Linked DNA regions of Mus musculus: regions 2, 3, 4, 5 and 6 are each linked to region 1. Evidence: chromatin contacts called from public Hi-C and promoter capture Hi-C data. All regions are on one chromosome and are shown on one strand. Each heading gives the region's core, a stretch centred on a gene start, on an enhancer-like site or on the middle of the called end of the contact. The rest is flanking DNA. Distances are from core to core; before and after follow the strand shown.

The links. Promoter capture Hi-C pulls out the DNA fragments that hold promoters and counts their contacts. Hi-C and Micro-C count contacts between places; a contact is called where the count stands out from the background.
Region 2: a contact with region 1 is called in a Hi-C map of B cells, with 5 read pairs. The contact joins the promoter of Zfp51 here to the promoter of Lnpep in region 1. A contact is called at or near these places in 3 of 39 promoter capture datasets (cranial neural crest, frontonasal cranial neural crest and pre-B cells) and 1 of 484 Hi-C or Micro-C datasets (B cells).
Region 3: a contact with region 1 is called in a promoter capture Hi-C map of pre-B cells. The contact joins the promoter of Zfp54 here to the promoter of Lnpep in region 1. A contact is called at or near these places in 3 of 39 promoter capture datasets (cranial neural crest, frontonasal cranial neural crest and pre-B cells).
Region 4: a contact with region 1 is called in a promoter capture Hi-C map of pre-B cells. The contact joins the promoter of Zfp677 here to the promoter of Lnpep in region 1. A contact is called at or near these places in 3 of 39 promoter capture datasets (cranial neural crest, maxillary cranial neural crest and pre-B cells).
Region 5: a contact with region 1 is called in a Hi-C map of liver, with 3 times the contacts expected there. The contact joins the promoter of Zfp160 here to the promoter of Lnpep in region 1. A contact is called at or near these places in 3 of 39 promoter capture datasets (cranial neural crest, maxillary cranial neural crest and pre-B cells) and 1 of 484 Hi-C or Micro-C datasets (liver).
Region 6: a Hi-C map of regulatory T cells shows a contact between it and region 1, with 5 times the contacts expected there. The contact joins the promoter of Ppp2r1a here to the promoter of Lnpep in region 1. A contact is called at or near these places in 2 of 39 promoter capture datasets (pre-B cells and second pharyngeal arch cranial neural crest) and 3 of 484 Hi-C or Micro-C datasets (CD4 T cells, forebrain and regulatory T cells).

Annotation. Positions count from the first base shown.
Region 1 is chr17:17,622,906-17,626,280 of GRCm38.p6, reverse strand. It overlaps Lnpep (leucyl/cystinyl aminopeptidase), which reads left to right and starts at 1,792. Exons shown (of 18, transcript NM_172827.3): 1 at 1,792-1,887. The coding sequence starts at 1,869.
Region 2 is chr17:21,448,469-21,451,843 of GRCm38.p6, reverse strand. Zfp51 (zinc finger protein 51) reads right to left here and starts at 1,470. Exons shown (of 5, transcript NM_009558.4): 1 at 1,423-1,470.
Region 3 is chr17:21,421,577-21,424,951 of GRCm38.p6, reverse strand. It overlaps Zfp54 (zinc finger protein 54), which reads right to left and starts at 1,708. Exons shown (of 5, transcript NM_001379357.1): 1 at 1,635-1,708.
Region 4 is chr17:21,381,962-21,385,336 of GRCm38.p6, reverse strand. Zfp677 (zinc finger protein 677) reads right to left here and starts at 1,589. Exons shown (of 4, transcript NM_172486.2): 1 at 1,317-1,589.
Region 5 is chr17:21,007,241-21,010,615 of GRCm38.p6, reverse strand. Zfp160 (zinc finger protein 160) reads right to left here and starts at 1,675. Exons shown (of 5, transcript NM_145483.2): 1 at 1,630-1,675.
Region 6 is chr17:20,943,835-20,947,209 of GRCm38.p6, reverse strand. Ppp2r1a (protein phosphatase 2, regulatory subunit A, alpha) reads right to left here and starts at 1,756. Exons shown (of 15, transcript NM_016891.3): 1 at 1,627-1,756. The coding sequence starts at 1,704.

The sequences.
Region 1 (3,375 bases), core at 543-3,042:
GTGGAAAGGTTTCAATGTGGGCAGTAAATTAGAAATATAAACATTATACTGTACTTATTTAATATATTGTGTAACGATTAAAAATGAGGACATAGCCCTAAAAAAATGAATGAAAAAAAAAACCTGCCCCACTGATCTTGTATTCTTGATAAACAATAAGCCTTTTGACAGCTAAGAGTGCTCTGAACATAATGGCAGGAGGAATCTTTATAGAACCCACTGTGTTTGTTGCTATTTTAGGTGTGTGGTCAGAGGATTCTCTGTAGGGGTGACATTTGAGTTAAGAAAATGACAGGAAGAAGTAAGCAAACAAAACACAAAGCTGTGGAACAATTTTGCAAGGAGGGTTTTGTTTTGTTTAAAAAAAAATAAGTAAAGGTACGGTTAACGATGCTGAATAAATCGCGCCAACTTCTAGGAGCCTTATGAAAGCTTCGGGGCCATTAAAGGGCGAGAATGTTAATGAGGTCCCAGAGTTAGGTAAGGAGTTTAGTGGTTACTCCAAGTACAGTTGGTTTTCACAGGGCGTTGTAAAACAGGAGTGGAACGTAGTGGATGTAATACAATCGACCTCTTAAAAACACTGCACTTCGGGTTTACTTCTTTGAACGTAGAATTTCCTTATCGATCGAACATCATCCCTTTCTCCTCTTTCGCCCAGGATATTTGTACAGGTTTAGATTTTGTTTGCACGGGTTGACAGCCTGGGAGGAGGAGTGTGTGACAGTTGGCTCGCGCAGTGAGGCCAAGGCCTAGCCAAGTCGCCGCAGGGGACGAAGCAGTGAGTGGGGAGGAAAGAGGAGCTGTGGCTGCGGTTGGGAGGGATGGGGGAGCCTCTTCGCGGGGTGTTGACTTCCGGCAGTTGGAGAAACAGGAGCTAGCAGGAGCTAACGCGGTCTCTACGTGTCTCGTAGGCTGCCGGGGACCGCCCCGATTTGGCACCGGAAACAATGGGGCCCGAGGCAAAGGCGCGAGTACTAGGGGAAGGGGGAACTTGGCTCCCTCCGGTCTAGCCCCGCGGAATCAGGCCGTGTACCCTGAAGGCTGGGAGCAGCCAACTGCTGGTGTCGAGTAAGGACAGGACTAGGCAGGCGGGCCTCTCTGCACACAACCTCTGCGCGCACGGTCCGTTCTCCTACACCCCGCTCCGGGTTTTGAGATCTGCTCGCAGTTCTAAGCCCAGCCCTAAGCAAAGGGCACCGATCGACTCCCGGGCCCCTCCCTTCCTCTGGCCTCCGGCTTTGCTGCAGCAGCAGCTGCTGCAGGGCGTTCTGCTAAAGGAGGGAAGTCGGGCCGACCACCGCCGCAGGGCTTGCTCCGGCGGTTAAGAAGAGCGCCGCCCCGGGCTAGCCCAGCGTAGAGGCCGACCCACCCTGGGCCTTGTCTTGCTTTCAGAACGCGAAGGGCGACAACCCCTCTGGCGACAGCATCACCGGCCGCATTTCCGGGCTCAGTACTGGGGTGGCCGCACCCGAAACACGGCCGGATGCAGTAGTAGGTGTACCAGTTGTCTGAACCGGGGTACTACAGCTCTGCGGCACAGACAGCGCGGCGGCTAGAAGTGAGCTCCGGGGGTGGGGCTCTAAGCCCCGCCCCAGCACTGCGCTCCTCCCCGCCGCCCCTGGGCGGAGTGGGCCTAGGGTTGAGCGATGCTTAGCGTCCACGCCTCAGTGGGTCTTTTGCAGCAGTTGCGAAAACCCGGAACGAAGGTGTTGTTGCCGTGCGGCGGAGCGGCGCCGCCCCTCGCCGCACCTCCCCGGCAGCCCTCGGAGGCCTTTGCTGGGCATGCTCAGTCGTCAGGACCGCTTCGGCTCTCGGAGTAGGAAGCTTGGGGCGCTGGGCTGGTAAGGACCCGCGGCGGGGCGAAGATGGAGTCCTTTACCAATGGTGAGTGGCTAGCCCGAGTCGCGGATTCCCGGGCTCTCAGGGTCCAGAGGGTCAGATGTGGCAAGGGGGTCAGGCTGCAGGCATCCCTGCCAAGGGTTTCCCAGGCGGGCCGGGGGGCGGCAGAGGGGCCAGGGTCGGCTGGGGCAGGCGTGAAGGTCAGCCCTCTCCCGGGGGCCAGCCCCGAACCTCCAGGTGAGGTAGTCGGCAAAGTTTGGGATGCTTGCGCGGTGGAGGGGGCGGCGGCAAAGTTGGCAACGGCGTTGGTCCTGGGGGAAGCGGCCGCGGCCAGGAGAAGCTGCGGCCCCGGCGAAAGCCTACTCGTGCGGGGAGCCTGGAGCTGTCCGCCCGTCCTTCACCGAGCTGTCCGCATGCCTTTCCGTAACAGGGCGGGGTGGGGCCGCGGCTGGCAGCGTGATTTAGTGCACTGCAGGGAAGGAAACTTACCGGGGGCTGGCTAGTACTGCTCGGTGTGGCGAAGATGCCGCCCCGCATTGCCACCCGTCTGCCTACCGCTGCTCCGCAGGTCGACCAAACTTCTTTTTACCAGCTAGTGATGTTTGATCTTCTAGTTAGAGATCCATTGAATATCAATGGCCCTTGTTGGGCTTATATCATAAGGTGGCATGGGTGTGTGTGTGTGAAAGTCAAAGCAGTCTGTGTCCAGAAAATAGCCACGGCCCTTTACTTCATGGCTTTTGTCTGGGCTTGTAGTGCTTGAGTCTCAATATAGAGGTGAGATGATGTCTCACCATTTTATGGTGTTTAAATATATGGATTCCACTTTAGGATGGAAAGTAGGAAAACTGCTAATAAAGGGTAGGGCTTAATGAGATTAGAGGATCCACTTTCTACTTGGCATGTGTTTCCAGTGTGGTTGGTTACTTCAGGTAGGTAGAAAGTCAGATTAATGGGAGAGAAGCATATTATTGTTGGGAGGGGGGTCGCATGCCACTTAAGGAACTGGGAAGGGGGAGGGGACACCCACTCTATCCACTCTAATGCCTAGGCTGGACTTTGTTGTGTTCTTTAACATTGTTTACCACATCGCTGGAGCTGTGACCTACTCATTATGTTCTCCTTTTCCCTAATTCGGGATGCTTTATTCTCCTGCCATCTTTCTGTCTGCAGTGTTTAATTAGGCTTAGTAATGACAGCTTTAACTCCAAATTTCTTTCTCATATGTGTTCTATTTGTAATTACCAAGTTTCTAAGAATAGTCTGGTAAACTTACTCAGAGAATTAAGGAAGATTTGAACTGAAAGGCACCATAGAGACCATCTAGGATTTGAGTGTAAAATGTGCTTAAAAGAGGTATAAAATTTTCCAAGACGTTTTCTTCCTTCTAGGCAGAATTATTGGAGCCTCCTTGTTTTAAATATGTAGGTAAGATTTTTAATTATGAAATCTTACCCAATTGAAAACAAGAATGAGTCATTTATTTAGTCAGGTTTTTCCCTGGTTGATTTGTTGAACTTCCCCCCTACATAA
Region 2 (3,375 bases), core at 221-2,720, 3.8 Mb before region 1:
CAGCCTAGTCTACATGACAGGATGAGTTCTGGGCCAGACAGAGGGACACAATGGGTTCAAGCCACAGACAAAACAAACACAGGAACTAAGCCAAACTAAACCAAACCAAACCAAAAAACAGTTTGTGTTCATGGACAAAGTGGTTTTCTAGAACTAAGGAGACAAAATACTTTTGCTGTCTTTTTTCTGATATAGAAGAGCTAAAGTAATTATTTGAAAGATGATTTATAGTACCATCATATACAATATAATACCTTTTCTGTTTTATTTCTTTTTTCCTTTTCCTTCTCCCTCTTCCCACTGACATTTCTCTGTGGTTCTAGCTGTCCTTAAACTCCCTTTATGTACCAGGGTGGCAAGGAACTCCCAGATCCAATTGCCTCAGTTTCCTAAGTGTAGGCATTAAAGGCTTGTGATTAAAGGATTAAAGGGTTATAGGATACAGGGATTAAAGGATTAAAAACTGGTTTATAATGTCCTTTCTAACTGTGAACTGTAGCAGATGTGCAACTTGGTTATCATGTTGGTCCCCTAACAACTGGAGCAGAGGCTGTCTCTGACTCTGTTGACTGCCTTTGGATCCCCTTTCCCTAACTGGGCTGCCTTGTCTAGCCTCAATAGCCTCAGTGCAGTGCCTAATCCCACTGCATCTTGATATGCCAAGGAGGGTGGATATCCACAGGAGGCTTTCCCTTCTCTGAGGATAAAGAGAGGAAGGTGTAGGATAGGGGGAGGAAGGTAGTGGAGGAGTGAGAGACTAGAAGGAGAGGAAGAAGTGATGACAATCACTTCTAGTTATATTTACAACTATATCTACGAAACTCGCAACAAATATACGCTGAGATTCAGTTACATTTCCAGCCATTCCTTTCATGAGTAATAGCTAAAAGCTCTCTGGGGATGTTAAGTCACCAAGTATGTCCTGGGTATAACAGTGGAGTTAGCATGGATGTAAGTAAATTTAAAGAGCTTTATCCTTTATCTCAACAAAGAGAACTGGTTTGCAAACTTCAGTAGATAAACTAAAATATTCTACTATTCTACTATTTTGAATATTTTGGCAATCATTTGGTCAATGAAAAACACATCAGGATTATTTCAGTTTATATGCACTAAAATATATCGAGCCAGCTTACTTATGAACACCAGAAAAACTGATCACGCCCTGCTCTCTTCCGGCCCCTTCCCAGCCCCGTAGCTCCTTTGACTTGGGAGGTTTCTGAGCTATGGTTCCAGCTGCTGTGCTGCTGACTCTCCCAAGATGCCCCGCGCGGCACACGGCTGGCCGGCGTTTTACCTTCCCCTAAATTCCTCCCCGTTCTGCTATCCCAGGTCTACACTACGCGATTCCCTACGGTGCAGGGCCGTGAGCTCTGGACGTGAACAGGTCGTTAACACTTTTGGCTTTGGTTCTCAACTTACCTGGCTTCACTCACCTAGTTTCCCAGCTTCCGCTCACGTCACTCCTCTAACTCCTCCCACTCAACACTTTTCTACACTTCCTGGTAACGTCCAATGTGCTTGCACCCTCCGTTTCCGGGTGAGTGGCCCTGCCCCGCGGAGACCCGTCCCTCCCACTTTGTCTCTGGCTGCCTTCCACACAGGCCCAGCTGTCAGCTCGCCCAGCCTCCCCTCATGCTTGCTGCTAGCTAGACCAGAAGTGGATCTGGTAGGACTTTGCACCCCGATATCTGACCCCCATAGTGAGTTCAGAACCATTTAGATAAATGACCGGAAGCCTAACACCTCCTGGACTTCCAGCCGCTGGAATACATACTTTGTACCAAACAACAACAACACAGGCTAAATTCAGAAGCCCAAGTCCCATCCCCAAAACACAAACATGAGAAGCCAAAAGCAAATCCTAAAATTTTGACTTGGGAGAGACTTTTAAAGAACTTGGAATTTGAAAAGAAATAGGTGTCTCAAGAATTCAGTGGCTCTTTGCTATCCGCCCAGGGCCGAATTCATCCTGTGCTGTACTGATGTTACCACTAGATGGCGGTCTGTCATTTTACTAACTCAGAAAGGAGTTAGTCTTGTGATTTATGCTTAAAGTGAGAAAAACCAATTCTTTCTTTCTTTCTTTCTTTCTTTCTTTCTTTCTTTCTTTCTTTCTTTCTTTCTTTCTTTCTTTCTTTCTTTCTTTCTTCCTTCCTTCCTTCCTTCCTTCCTTCCTTCCTTCTCTCCTCCCTTCCTTCCACCCCTCTATTTATTTATTTATTTATTTATCTATTTATCTCTTTCTCTCTTCCTCCCTCCCTCCCTCCCTCCCTTTTTTCTGGAGTGTTGAATGCAGAGACCTTAACTTGCACAGATGCAAAAAATAAGGTATATGGTTCTAGTCTTAATATAGTCAGTTACTAGTTAGTTCATCTAGCTTGGTGAACACCAAAGAAGAGGTGGTTAGGATATAAGAAGGAAAAGAGGAGAGGATGGGCTAAGACACACTATTCTCTAGACTCCATACAATTATTGTAATCAGTAACCAACAGCAGCTGTCTTTATGTTCACTGGCCTCACACAAGACCACAGTCATTCTAGGAACTGGAACAGCTCACTTTACCTCCCAGAGGTTGGCTATGGATAGATTGTAGGAGAATAATCACTACCTTTAGTTGTCATCTTGTGCTGAGCACATCAGGCTCCAACACATAGCTCCTATCTTACTGGGTCCCTGGCAATATGAATAGAGATGAACACAATCGAGAGGTTTGTTGGAATTGTAAATCAGAAGAGCAGAGTTTTAGGAGTGGAATATGTACTTTATATCAAAAGTATACCAAAATATTGGGCAATACTTGATGTGGACATACAAATGCAATATGCAAGTGTGAAATAGCTAATAATAGAAAACTTGGGGGAGGTCATTCATTCACTCACTCATTCATTTGAGAAAGGTTTTCTTTGTGTAACACAATTATTAATGAAGTGTGCTACCATGCCCAGTTCAAAAAACATTTTTTTAAAAGAAACATATTTATTTCTTTTACATGAGTGCTCTATCTACATGTACACCTGCATACCAGGAGAGGGCATTGGATCCCATTACAGATGGTTGTGAGTCATGATGTGATTGTTGGGAATTGAACTCAGGATCTCTGGAAGGCTACACAGTGCTCTTAACCTCTGAGCCATCTCCTGAGCCCCTCAAAGTTGTTTTTAAATTACATCAGTCTATAATTTCTTTTTAATTGTATCAGTATCGGGTGGAGGACTTCTATTTGTTAAATTGTTTGATTGTTTTTGTTTTTTATTTTGTTTTTGCTTTTCAGAGCCAGGCTGTCCTTGAACTCACTAAGGTCAGCCTACTCTGCCTCTGAAATGCTAGGATTAATGGGATGGTCCACCAAGACTGGCTCAGAATCTGGGTTA
Region 3 (3,375 bases), core at 459-2,958, 3.8 Mb before region 1:
AGTCTTCTCATCTCTATATTAGGATAATCCTGAGGAGATTTTTCTCAGTGGAAGTCTCTAGAATTATTTCTAGTGAAACAGAATGTGGCAAAACTGATCTCATGGCCCACTTCCACATTTACCTGAACCCCTTGCCTTCCCTTGACCAATCCCCCAACATACCTGGATCCTTAGCTACTGTCTCCTCCCTGTCCACCTTCCAGGTCTGTGTTCTGTTCCACAGGTGAGCTGATCTGGATGATCAGTGAGCCTGTACTTGGATTCCTAGCACAGTACTGTGCTCAGTCAATAAAGAGGAACAAAACTGAAGACTGTACAATGATCCCCCAAATGCCATTCAGTGTCAGAATATTGAAAAATATTTAGAAAACATTTTCAGTTAGTCTAGCGTGAACCTCACTTCCAATCACAGCTTCTTGAAAACTTATGGGTAGAAATGAAACTGGATGATTGGAATGAGAATAATATACACTAATAAAGTTCTGAACTTATCATGAACTGAAAATGATGGAAGCCTTTGTAGCTTGATCATGGACTTTTTTTTTCTCTCTCTCTCTCTTTCTCTTTAGGACAGCAGCTTGGCCACTTTCTGACCCAAGGGGCTGGAAATGGCAGTTATGGCCCTAAGAGAAACCTGGGGATGATGCTGGGGTAGGAGGGGAGGCTAGTCATTTCAGTGCCTCCAGGGCCTTAAAACCTGGAAATCCCTTCATTACTCAGTGTTAACAGATTACATTGTTCCAGCTTTAATGACCAAGCAATACTTCAGGACCCACTGTTCTTTTCCAGTACGTCATTTCACATGCTCCAAAGACACTATAAACACCCATCCCTCTGCCTAGCCTTCCAACTCTCTTCCCTTTCAGAGTAGCTGCCATTCTGTTTATCTGCAATATATCTCTTGCACGATGTTTGTTGTGTGGTGTGACTTTGTTGTATTGCTTTTGCTCCTGACTGCAAAGATGCCCTTGCTCTTAAAAATTCCTTACATGTTCCTTTCATTACTGATAGTTAAAACCTCTCCGTAGGTGCCAAGTTCCCAGGTATACAAAGAAATTAGTGTGGACTAATGTAAATTTCAGGAGCGTTGTCCTTTCTATCATAGCAAAATAACAAGAACAAAACAAAAACAACAACCAAACCAAACACGTTTGCCAATATTAACAGATAGTTTCAAATACTCCACTAGAGTACTTCTATAAGAAAAATTTGCCAAGAGAATAAATGGAAAAAAAATCAGTATTCATCAACTTAGTATGGTCTAAAATCTATGGGCAAGGGCAAGACATGAAGAGCAGAATTTTGAGAGCTGTCATTTTTATGAGTAGCCGAGGAAATATCTCACCCCTGTCTGATTCCTTCCCTTTCCCAGCCCCTTAGCTCCTCTAACCTGGTAGGTTACAGCCCTCCCCCACTGGGCTGTGGTTCCACCGGTTGGGCTGCTGCCTGCTGACTCTCCCAGGATGCCCCGCGCGGCACCTGAGGCTCAGGGTAGTTTTTTGCGTCCCCTTGAAACCCTTCTTGTATCCTCTGACTCCAGGTCTGCATCACAAGATTCTCCACGGTGCATGCCAGCGAGTTCCTCGAGGAAGACGTCCTTGCCACTTTTGGGTTTGGCTCCTCAGTCAACTTACCTAGGTTCACTAAAGAACAGTCCCAGCTATCACGCCACTCCTCTAATCCCAGCTCCATTCAACACACTTCCTCCACACAACACACTTCCTCCACACCCATATACTGTCCCCAACGGCTGTTTCCGGTGAGTGGCCCCACCCCCCCGGAGACAGGTCCCTCCCTATCAGTCTCAGGCTGCGGTCCACACAGTTCCAGCTGTCAAGCTTCTCTGAACCCGCTCTCCACAGACTCCCCACAAGTTTGCTGTCAGCGTAGACTAGAACTGGATCTGACAGGACGCTGCACCCGGATATCTGACCACCATACTGAGTTCTGAACCCTTCAGATAAAAGATAGCCTTACACCTCGACTTGACTACCAGCCCGTGAGCGACAAACTTATCCCAAACAATCCCAACACACAAAAATGACAAGTCAAAACCAAATCCTGAAAATTTGACTTGCGGAGAGACATTTAAAGAACTTGGATTTTGAAAAGAAATAGGTGTCTCAAGAAGTCAGTGAATTTATCTTGAGCTGCATGGCTTTCACCACTAGATGGTGGTCTTGCCATTTTCCTAATTCAGAGAGGAGTTTGTCTTCTGTGACTCAAGATAAAAGTGCTTTGAGATAAAACAGACTGTACTAACCCAGCATAATCCCAAAGAATAAACTAAACATTTTCTCTCCTGCCCACGAATAAGCTTAGTCTTCACCCCTTATCAAGAAACTTTTCTCTACTACAGAGACCACTGTAAAAAACTACAGTAATCACAATGCAGAGTTGTGATCATTATGGGGTAGGTCATTATGAATGTTTTGTCTACATTGCCCACTATAATAACTATGATCACCTTGTCTCTGGTGATTCGATGCTGCCACCTGGCCTTTGTTACCTTGGGGCAAAATTAAATCCATTACATTTAATTCATTCAATTGAGTAGCAGTATCTCCAACCCTAAGGTCTGGCACAAGGAAAAGGGCAAGAACAAAACTCTTCAAATGTGCTGTTGCCCCTCTCGCCAGTTTTTGTCCAGAGATACTAAGAGCAACAAGCCAGGCAAATCAGTTTTCTTATTTCCCTCCAAATTGTAGAAAACTTCGTGTACAGGGTCACCTAATTCACACCAGTCACAGTTGATGAATCAAGATAATCAAAGGCATTTGCATATAGTTTCCACCACTGGCCTCCTATATTCTCCAAGCTCCCAGGGGAGAAAGTATCTGGAGAAATTTCAGGAGTTGAAGGTGCCTAGTGAATTAGAAGATGCTGACAAATTATTAAACGGATTCCAGATTCTTAAGACATTCATTCTTATACTTCTGCTCCTCTAGAACCAATCCTGGTACCAACTTGTGTCTTAGTTAGGATTCTCTAGAGTCACATAACTTATGGAATATCTCTATATACATTAAGGGGATTTATTGTAATGACTTACAGTCTGTAGTCCAACTAACCCAACAATGGGAAGCTGTGAATGGGAAGTCCAAGATTCTAATAGTTGCTCAGTCCCATGAAGCTAGTTGTTTAAGCTGGTCTTCTATGGAAGTAGGTTTCAACAGATATGCTGGTGAGTGGTTGAAGAAGAGTGAATCTTCCTTCTTCCAGTGTCCTTATGTAGCCCTCTAGTAGAAGGTGTGGCCCAGATTAAAGGTGTGTACTACCACGCCTGGATCTGGGACTTGCTTTGTTCCAGGCCTAGAACTCTGCCTGCTTCAGTGTCCTGGAATTAAAGGTGGATACTACCTTGCCTGGACCTAA
Region 4 (3,375 bases), core at 340-2,839, 3.8 Mb before region 1:
TAGGATAATCCTGAGGAGATTTTTCTCAGTGGAAGTCTCCAAAATTATTTCTAGTGAAACAGAATGTGGCAAAACTGATTTTATGTCCCACTTCCACATTTACCGGAATCCCTTACCATCCCTTCACCAATCCTCCAACATACCTGGATCTTTAGCCACTGTCTCCTGTCTCTCTAATGTTCTAGGGCACTTGTTCTGCTACACAGGTGAGCAGATGTGGGTGATCAGTGAGCCATGTACATGAGAACGAGATTCATCAGAAAGCACATGGATTTCTACTACAGTACTGTGCTCAGTAGATAAAGAGAGGATTTTATAGTGATATAAATATTTAGAACTCATTTCCATTTAGCATAACTGGAAGCCCACATTCAATCACAACTCAGTTAAAACTGACGGGAAGAAATGGAACTCAATGATTGTGATGACAGCACTATACACTTGTGAGATTCTTAATATAGCATGAACCAAGCAAGACTTTGTCATGCAGGGATCACACAATGCACACTTGTTTTCCAGGACCCTGAAGATGAATAAGGGAGAGAGCAAGCAAAGTATTCTCACGTACAAAAACCAGATTGCTGTAATTCTGCAGTATCCAGTCTCTATATAAAAACCTTCTGACCTTTCAGAAGGCATTCCACCTTTTCCTGGAAGAAGTTCACAGTCACACCACTGTCAAGTATCAACAACAAAACAAAACAAAACAAAACAACAACCTACAGTTTGAACAGTTGTGTTAGTGCACACTTTTGGATTCTATTATATTTGCAGCCATTGCTTTTATGACTAGTATATAAACGCTCTCTAGGGATGCCAAGTCACCAAGTAAGTCCTTGGGTGTAACAGGAGAGTTAGGATGGATGAATGTAAATTTCAAGAGCTTTGTCCTTTTCACCTAAACAAAGTGAACTGCATTTGAAATATCAACAGATAAATTCAAATATTCTAGGTTATTTAATAAGAACATTTGGGAAGCTCCAGGTTCGATTGGCTGTCTTTTCCTGTGCTGCACTGCTGACTCTCCTAGGCTGCAGCCAGGAAACTGTGTCTCCTTTTGTTGTTGTTGTTGTTGTTGTTGTCACTGGGGCTCTGATCTTTAAAGAAGCTCTTCTAAACCCGCCCACTACAACCCCGGTTCTGGTCACGTGGCGCCCACAAACATAGGAAAGGACGGGGCTTTCTTTTCCTTAATTACTTTTGTAGACTCCACTCAACTTTTCTCTTTTCTCCCTCTTACTGGGCCAGGCAGTATCCCCGCCCCCCGGATAACCACCACCAAGACCCTAGTTTCCCAGCCCCGCAGCTCCTCTGACCTGGGAGGTTCCAGACCCGCCGGGCTACGGTTCCCCGGCTGAGCCACAGACTGCTGACTCCAGGATGTTCAAGGCATCTGCGGCATAGGGGAGTTTTTGGGTCCTCACAGGACCCCAACCTGTGTCTTCTATACTCAGCTCCGCACCATTCGATCTCACACGATGCAGACCTACAGCTCCTTCAGGTAATGGGCCCTCGCCATTTGGACTTAGCCTTTTCAGCTCAACTTGTCTGGCCTCACTCAGTGTACCATCTTTTTACTTCACACCTCTAACCACGCCCACTCTATACACTTCCGCAACCACCACCCAATGGACATCCACCTTCTATTTCCGGGTGAGCGGCCCCGCCCGTCCCCGTGGAAGACAGTCCCTCTCACCCCAGCCCTGGCTGTCTTTCCTTAAGGCATTTTTGCCTTAGGGAGGGTCATATCAGTATCTTAGATTTTGAAAAGATTGAGGGAAGTCAGTGGTCAGCCCTTTGCTACTAGTCCCGAGCTGAATTCATCCCGCGATGTACTGCTTTCTCCACTAGATGGTGGTCTTGTCAGTACTGATTCAGAAACAAGTTTGTCTTCTGTGACTCATGCTAAAGGTGCTGTGAGGTAAAACAGATTTCTGGTGGATCCAGAGATTTTCCTTGTCCCAGATGCAGAAAACAAGTAAGGTACATATAGCTCTAGTCCTAAAAAAAGACGTTAAACCAGCTCATCTATAGGTCTGGGAATACTGAGGAAGAAGAGGTGTTAAGAAATAAGGGAAAGAAAAGGAAAGACCATTCTCTAGACTCCATATGATTGTAACCAGTAACCAACAACTGTACTTACAAGTACTAGCTTCACACAAGGCCACAGTCAATCTAGGAAAACTAAAAGGCACACTTTTCCCCTCAGATATTGTCCAAGTGTTGCAGGATATTTGATCACACTGTGAATCTGGGATTGTGCTATCGTGTAGCTCTGCCCTTAACACACACTAATCCCTCTGGCTGGAATACAAACACACCCTTAGTACACCCCTTTAATCCCAAACAATGAAGGTAAAGTTAGTTTGTGGAAGGAAGCTCCCTTGTCTGAAAGTGATGTCTAATTGGTGGGTAGACATAGTGAGAAATCAGAGAAAGATCTGACAAAATAGGATATGCCCAACTCTCATGAGAAGAGGGAGGAAAGAGAAGATATGTAAGGGGCAGTAAGAGAGGAAGGAGGCAGTTTTTATCAGGAGAGTTTTACAGAGACAGGTTGAAGAGGGAACAAGCTACACACAGGTGAAGAAAGAACAAGCCAGAGAGTGAGAAAGAGCCAGAAGATCAGAACATATTCCCAAAATTAGTGTGAAGCCAAGTAGAGGCAATCAGTGGAGGCCAAGAAGGAGAGAAAGCTAGATTGAATCAGTGAGTTTGGAGAAGAGCTTGAGCCAGAACAGCTGAGAAGAACCAGCCAGCAAGAGATTAGAAAAAAACAAAAACAAAAACAAAAACTAAAAATGGTTGAGATTATTCAGCAGCAAGTCTCAGAAGCTGAATATATTCTAGGCCTAGCTTGGATTGTACAGAGGCTAGAAGCATCCAGGTCTAGGCCTACCTAGGTTAGTAGATGAAAGTAGTAAGTGTCGGAGACACCAATCACTTTGGTGAAGGAAAAATACATTCACAGGTATGTGTAGGCTCTAGGATTAGACTTGCTGCACATCAGGCTCCAGGACATAGCCCTTAAAAACACAGTCTCACAAATGGCTCTGGTTCATCTCAGTGAGTCCCAGGTAATATGACTAGAGATGAACACAACAGAGAATTTTTCGGATTGTGGACTAGAATAGCAGAGTGGCAGATGAGAGTGAGCAGCACTTCACACACACACACACACACACACACACACACACACACACACACACGAACACACACACACACACACACACACACACAGACACACACAGACACATGCACAAACACTGTGTGTTCGTGTTTGTGTGGGCATGTCTGCATGTGTGAAATAGCCAATAATTACAAACGTTAAATGACCACATCAGTCTGTAATTTCTTTTTAGTTGTATCATATAT
Region 5 (3,375 bases), core at 426-2,925, 3.4 Mb before region 1:
GAGGAGATAGGGGATTTTCGGAGGGGAAACTAAGAAAGGGGATAACATTTGAAATGTAAATAAAGAAAATATCTCATAAAAATGTCTATAAAATAATAATAATAAAAAAGATATGAGTTAAAGTACTTAAGTTGGTGCCTGAAGGAGAAAAAACATCACACATTTACTGTGACCGGAGGCAACACATTCTATGCTAAAAGTTAAGTGTTAGGGGGTTAGAAGAATCCCACAGCTCCTCCACACATTACCCCTGTCAAAGAAGGGTGACACTGTCTAAAAAATCTCACATTAGTTCTGGCTGTATAAGGACTATAAAGGATCAGTAAACACCAACAGTATTTATTCATTGAGAAAGTGTCTTAGTTATTTGTCTTAGTATTCCACGCCACCTTTAAAGTCTCCATTTTCCTACCCCAGCTTTCTTCCCACATGCTGGCATTACTGATCTGTGCCACCATGCCTAACACAATACCAGTTAATGCCCATCAGATCAAGTTTTGCAACTCTCTTCCATACCACTAAAATTCAAACAAAAATTAAGGGTTTTTTTATTTCAACAACAAAGACAAGCTCAGTAATAATAACCTTACTATTCCATCAACTTCTGCTTTATCCAGCCTGCCCCTCCCTCATTCTGCACTATCTTATTCACACTTTCTGAAGGGACTTTGCCAGCTCCAGCATGGTGACCATGACTCTGGTAGGCCTTGCCCCTTTCCTCTCTCTGCCTTGCTAAAAACTCTCAGATTACATTCCTAAAGCTACACCCAAAGTCTATTCCTTTATTTGGCCAATTCCTCCTCCTGACACTTACTATGAAGGCCCAGCTATCAAAGCATTGAAGTCTGGCAACCGAAAGGCACCTCTGGCTCACCTAATTAATGTGCCAGCTAAACACCTCGTCCTAATAAGGGGATTCTCATTTTACCTCTATAAGCCGCCATTTGCCTATGGGTCACATCTGTCTCCTCTCTATCTAGAAACAGTCATTTGTCCCACTTCTGGACAAATACTCCTAACCCCTCTCTCTTGCCCCTTTCTGCCCTCTTCTTTGTTCCCTTCCCCTTCTTCCTCTATCTCCTGTCTCTGACCTTTATCCGGGCCTTCTGTACCTCTAAGACAAATAAATCTTTGTGCTGAGAACTTGGTCTGAGAACTTGGTCTTGGAAGTTCTCCCCAGATACTTTCCCTTTCGCTTCCATCGCCTGCTTTTCTTTCTGTCACACATTATGGCAGTTTAGCTGTTCTCTCACCCTCCTCTCCACTCTTGCCAGCATCTCCAGACCCTGCTTTCTTTTTCCTTTCCACCAGGCGCCGCGGCAAGCTGCTCCTCTGCTATTCTGTCACCCGCGGCACTCTCTAGTACCGCATCACCTGGCACTGCCCGCACAAACGATAGTCATGTCTCCTCCCCGACCGCTGAAGCTTTTGAATCCGTGCCCCCGCTCCTTCCTGGCTCCATCCCCTCCCCTGGCTCCGCTGCCATCTCTCTCTCCCACGTTCCTACTTCCTCAGTCTCGCAGCTCTCCGCGTCACCGAGTGGAGCTTTGCACACAAGATGGGGACTCCAGGGCAGAGGTCCGGGTTCTGAGTGCCAGCAACCGGCCTAAAGAATCTGGGAAAACTCACCCAGCTACAAAATTTATGCAGAGCAAAACCGCTTCCGGGTCGCTGCGCAGGAGTGCATTCAGCATTCGCGGTCAGATCCGGGGTAAAATAAGGCGGGACCAGAGAACAAGTGATTGACGCTAACAAGGGGCGGTACCTAGAAAGGAAGCTGCTCTGAGAAGGAAATTTTAGGGCATGCTGGCCACTGCGTGCTAGTGGGACTTGGAACAGGAAACTGTTGCTTGGAGGGGACAGTATTTAAAGAAATGTTTATGGGCTAGAGAGGACCTGAATGCTGAGAATGGCGTGGTGAGGGCTTAGAACTGTTTCGGAAAACAGCGGGGTGGGGGTGGAGGGTCAAACCAAATAATGGACTAGAAGGGAGTGTGGGGATGCATTGGAGAGTAGGATAGTGCTCAAGTACAAGTGGGCATGGGTCTGGCTCTACAAGGGGATTCAGAGTAGGTTGTGTTCTTGGTGCACAGTTCTCAGTCCCTCCTTATTCTCCCACAGGTTCCTAGCTCTAAGGAGCAGGGCTCCTGAGCATTGTCAATCAGTAACCATGCATAGGTAGGAGAGTCGGGGACGATGGTGAATATAAGCAAGCATTGATTTTATTTTTAATTCGAAGAGTTTTATATATAAAAACAATTACCTATTTTAAAAGTTATATTTTCTGTTACAAAAGAGAATTGCATTCACAAAGGTCATGAACGATTGGCATTGAAGATCGATTCTTTTTTTAAGTGCCAACTTTTCTCTTTGTAATAAAAATAACAATTTAAAAATATTTTAAGTGCTTTTTGGCTTGAAAGTTTGAAACAGCATATAAGCTATTTTGGCATTCTCATTGAAAGTTCTTACTGTATCTACTTTAAATAGAAACAAACTCTTGCATACAAGTACATGTGTTCTAAAGGATGTTTGTGACAGCAGTCTGCAGATGTAACTGTCAAAGGTCAGCGGGAATAATTTGAGGAATGGCTAATGAAAAATATTTCTTCTCATTTCCACCATGTAGCATATCTACAGTTCATCAAACATTTCCAAAGGAAGTACACATAGAATTCAACAAACTATCACCAGTATAGAATAATGAGATGCACTGAGTTTCCCTGGTACTTCACCATTGCAAAGTACTTTCAGATACATACTTTTAAATATATAATGAATAGTAATCATTTCACCCTACACTACTGTCTCATGATCCCTACTACTTCCTGCTGAACATTTTAATATATGCATTATGTTAGTAGAAAGTCATTTGCTATTCATCCTATTGAAAGCAGTTGCTCAGAGTCTGGACATCCTCTCTGCAAATGTCCTTCAAAATGCCATGTCCTTGGGCAGGTTGCCCCCCTAAATCTGAAGCAGAGGTAAGAAAAAGAGAAGAGGAAACAAAGATATTTAAAATATGGTATTGCTCTTGAGAACCACTAGAAGGTGAACCATTTCCATAAGGATTCTTTTATCTCATGAATATGTGCCTAGGGTCCTGTACTGGCTGGTTTTGTGTGTCAACTTGACACAAGCTGAAGGTATCACAGAGAAAGGAAACTCCCTTGAGGAAATGCCTCCATGAGATCCTGCTATAAGGCATTTTCTCAATTAGTGAACAAGGGAGGGAGGGCCTATTCTGAGTGGTGCCATCCTTGGACTGGTAGTCTTGGGTTCTATAAGAAAGCAAGCTGAACAATCCAGGAGAAGCAAGCCAATAAGTAACATTCATCCATGGCCTCTGCATTAGCTCCTGCTTCGTGACCTGCA
Region 6 (3,375 bases), core at 507-3,006, 3.3 Mb before region 1:
TTTCCCATGCTTACTCTACATTTCTTATTTTCTCCTTAAAATTTTCCATAGTCAACATAATGCCTATTTATCTGTGACCACTCACTAAAAGGTTAATTCCTTTAAGGCAAGTTTTGTTCTTTTGTTCTTCAACTATCCAAAATACCACTCTGAAGAAAGGCCCAGCAAACACTTGCTGATTCACTCTTTCAACATTGACAAGTCTCATTCTTTCTTACATGTGGTAATATGCAGATTTAGTTCTGTTTACCTGTTTCACATCTAGCCTTTGTACAGCAACCAGACTGCTTCTTTCTTGATACAGTGTCACCAGGCTAGCCTTGACACTGCCTTTGCCTCCTGAGTGCTGGGATTGCTAGCATGCATGCACCACTATACCAAGCTCTGGTCTCCTTTATGACCCAATAACATTCCTCATGCTTTGCATGTGTTTACAGAACATATGCAAATAAATTCATTCAGTATACCCAAAACCAGATTATTATTCCCATTTAACAGAAGAGAAACACAGACTGCCTGAGTCAATTTGCAAAAATTGCAAGATCCAGGAGTACAAATCCAGTCTTGCCAACAATGGAACCAGAGTCACACATAAATACGTAAGACTTAGAGGATAGGCCCAGGTTCAGGAAGGTGACTGAGTGCAGCATGAACAATTCTATATAAAAGGAAAAGCAGAGGGCTGTAGCACAGTGCCACAATAGCCACACCCCCAAAATAATTGCTAACATTTATAGAGCCTTTACATACAGCCAGTTTCATTTTACTACTTTTCCTCGGCCACCGAGGGAAACCAGGACTATTATTAGCCGCTATTTGTAGAAAACAGAAGCCAGGGGCGATGAAATAATGTGCACACAAGGTCATCCTCAGGTGAGAGGATGCGGCCTTGAGGTCTGACCTCTTTTTCAAATCCAAAGCAGTCCGACAACTCTGGGGTCCTGGCTCATTCTTCTCCCATGAACCAGAACTATCAACTCTCTTGGCAGGCCGGCTTGGGACCAGGTCGGAGAACAGGTGGGTCTGTGCACGTTACCCACCCCAGCTACGGCTAGTTAAATCTCAGGAGAGGATACTTTCACCGCCTCCTTCCTCCTCCTTCAGGAGAGCTAACCCAAAATACAAGGTGGAGGTCGGTGAAGAATGGACAGAAATCTCGGTATCAGTCCCCAATCCCAATATCAGTCCCCACTCCTTCCAGTTAAAACGAAAACATTAAAAGCAATGGGAACTCTACCCGGGTCGCCAGGACCCCTGAGGGTTTCTACTCAGCAGGTCACGCGCCCCCGCCGATTCTCTACAAAGAGCCATTCTGAGTCCGCCGCCAATCACCGACTGGCAGGCGGCAACAAGACCGCCACCCTATCTCGGGCCGCCCAGGCCCAGATCTGGGGCGGCCGCGCGCACTCAGGTAGGACCCTCGAGGCTTGCCCTCCGCTTGGCCGGGCACCCAATGAAGGCTGCCATCTCATCGAACCTTGCTATTAAGAAAGATGAGACCTGAATTCTGATTGGCTGCCGCTGCTTTCCGCCACTCCCGGAGAACCCGGAGCCATCGCTCCCACATTCCGCGAAGATCCCCGTCCCCGATCTCCCCCACACACTCTAACGGAAGGATCCCCGTACCTGAACGTCCTCATTGCGGAGTTCATCTATGAGCACCGCAATAGGATAGAGCGAATCGTCACCGTCGGCAGCTGCCATCTTGGCTCCCTGGCGTTTCTATCAGGCAGCAGCGAGCTCCAGGCGGAATCCGGGATCGGGCGGGGCGGTGCCGGGGAAAGGACGCAAAGCGGACGTGGGGGCGCCCGAGCCGCCCTACAGGGGCCGTCCCGCCGCCATTGCCGCACAAGCTCGCGTCTGTTTGGTCTGAACCAACCAAGTCCCGCCTACTTCTCATTCACCATTGGCCGGACGAATGAGATGTTTTTCCCGAAGGACGAGAGGAACCGGAAGTGAAGTATCTTAGTGACCAAGATTGTGCCCGCCTACGTCGCTGCTAGCAACCACGGGAACAAGCAGGTCTAGCTGCCAATGAGAGTCGAGGGTGGGAGGTGGCTAAGATGGCCCCTTGGGGAGAGGCGGAGAAGACTTAAGCTGGAGTCTTGGGAGCTATGCGTGACGTAATGAAGGACATGCTTGTCTGGTTCTGCTATACCGGTCTCTGTAAAGGAGGGACTCCTAAGTAGGGAGATTTGCCTTGCTTGGTTTCTAGGATGCGGTTCTGGGGCTCTTGGCGTTCAAGGCTTTATTACCCACCCCCCTTACCCGGAAGAAATAGAGCGGCCAGAGCGAGTCTTCATCCTGCCGGGGAGCTTCTAGGTAGCTAGTAAAAAATGAACAAGGTCGAAAGTTTTTTGAGGATGGACCTCTGCCTCATAATGAGCTTGGGCGCTGTGATTCACTTAGAAGGCGAATATAAAACTATCACAATCCTTTCTCCTTAAGGTTGAAAATATGAAAGGGAAGAAGGTGGGCATAGCGGGGTTGTTAGATGCTATCAAGGTTGTTAAAGCGTGGCTATTTCTATACTTGATTTTTGTTTTCTCCTTTCGACTCCCCTCGCCTCTCCCCTCCTCCATCATCCTCCCCCCCACACCTCCATTCCTCCCTTCCCCCTTCTTCCTCTCCAATTAGAGAGAAAATTGAGAAAGCACCCTCACAGAGAGTGGAAATAAACAAACAAACAAACAAACAACCCCCCCCCCCTCACAGAGAGTAGGCGTTCCTAAGTAATGATGCAGATCACATATCTCTGGCCCTGAATAGGAAACACTTGGTCTTGTGATAACGAACAGAAGGCATAGCCATGTGTGAAAGTGCACATGCTTTCAATCATGAAACTCAGGAAGCAAAAACTTGTCATCTTTCTGAGATTGACATCATCTTGGTCTACATAGTGACCTCCGGGCCAGTCAAAGGTCTATGGTGTAACCCTCAAAAGACAGCCATACCATTGCCTCATCCCATAAGAGTTAATCCAAATGGTCTGGCTTAGAAACTTCAGTTTATACGCTACCTCACTAAAAGAGTTTGGCACAATGGTACCATTGTCTATTCTTTGTGAGTGTATTTTCTTTTATGATCTCTCTGGCCATTCTTCAGTTTCTTTCCTTTATATGAACTCTTCTATACTGTACTTTATGTGTTTCTGAAACCAATCAACAGAAAACTGGGGAACTCAGGAGAGGCTATGGAGAGGAATTCCAAACAGTGCCTTCTTGGACCATTTTTGATTTAACAGATCTTTTGGAAAAAACATCCTCTTGCCTGTCTCCTCTCCTTTCAGATATAGTAAAGTTTTCTAGTCTTACTTTGAACTGCCCTAGGTTAAACATTGTAGGAAGCACTGGATTTCTTAACAAGTACAAGAAG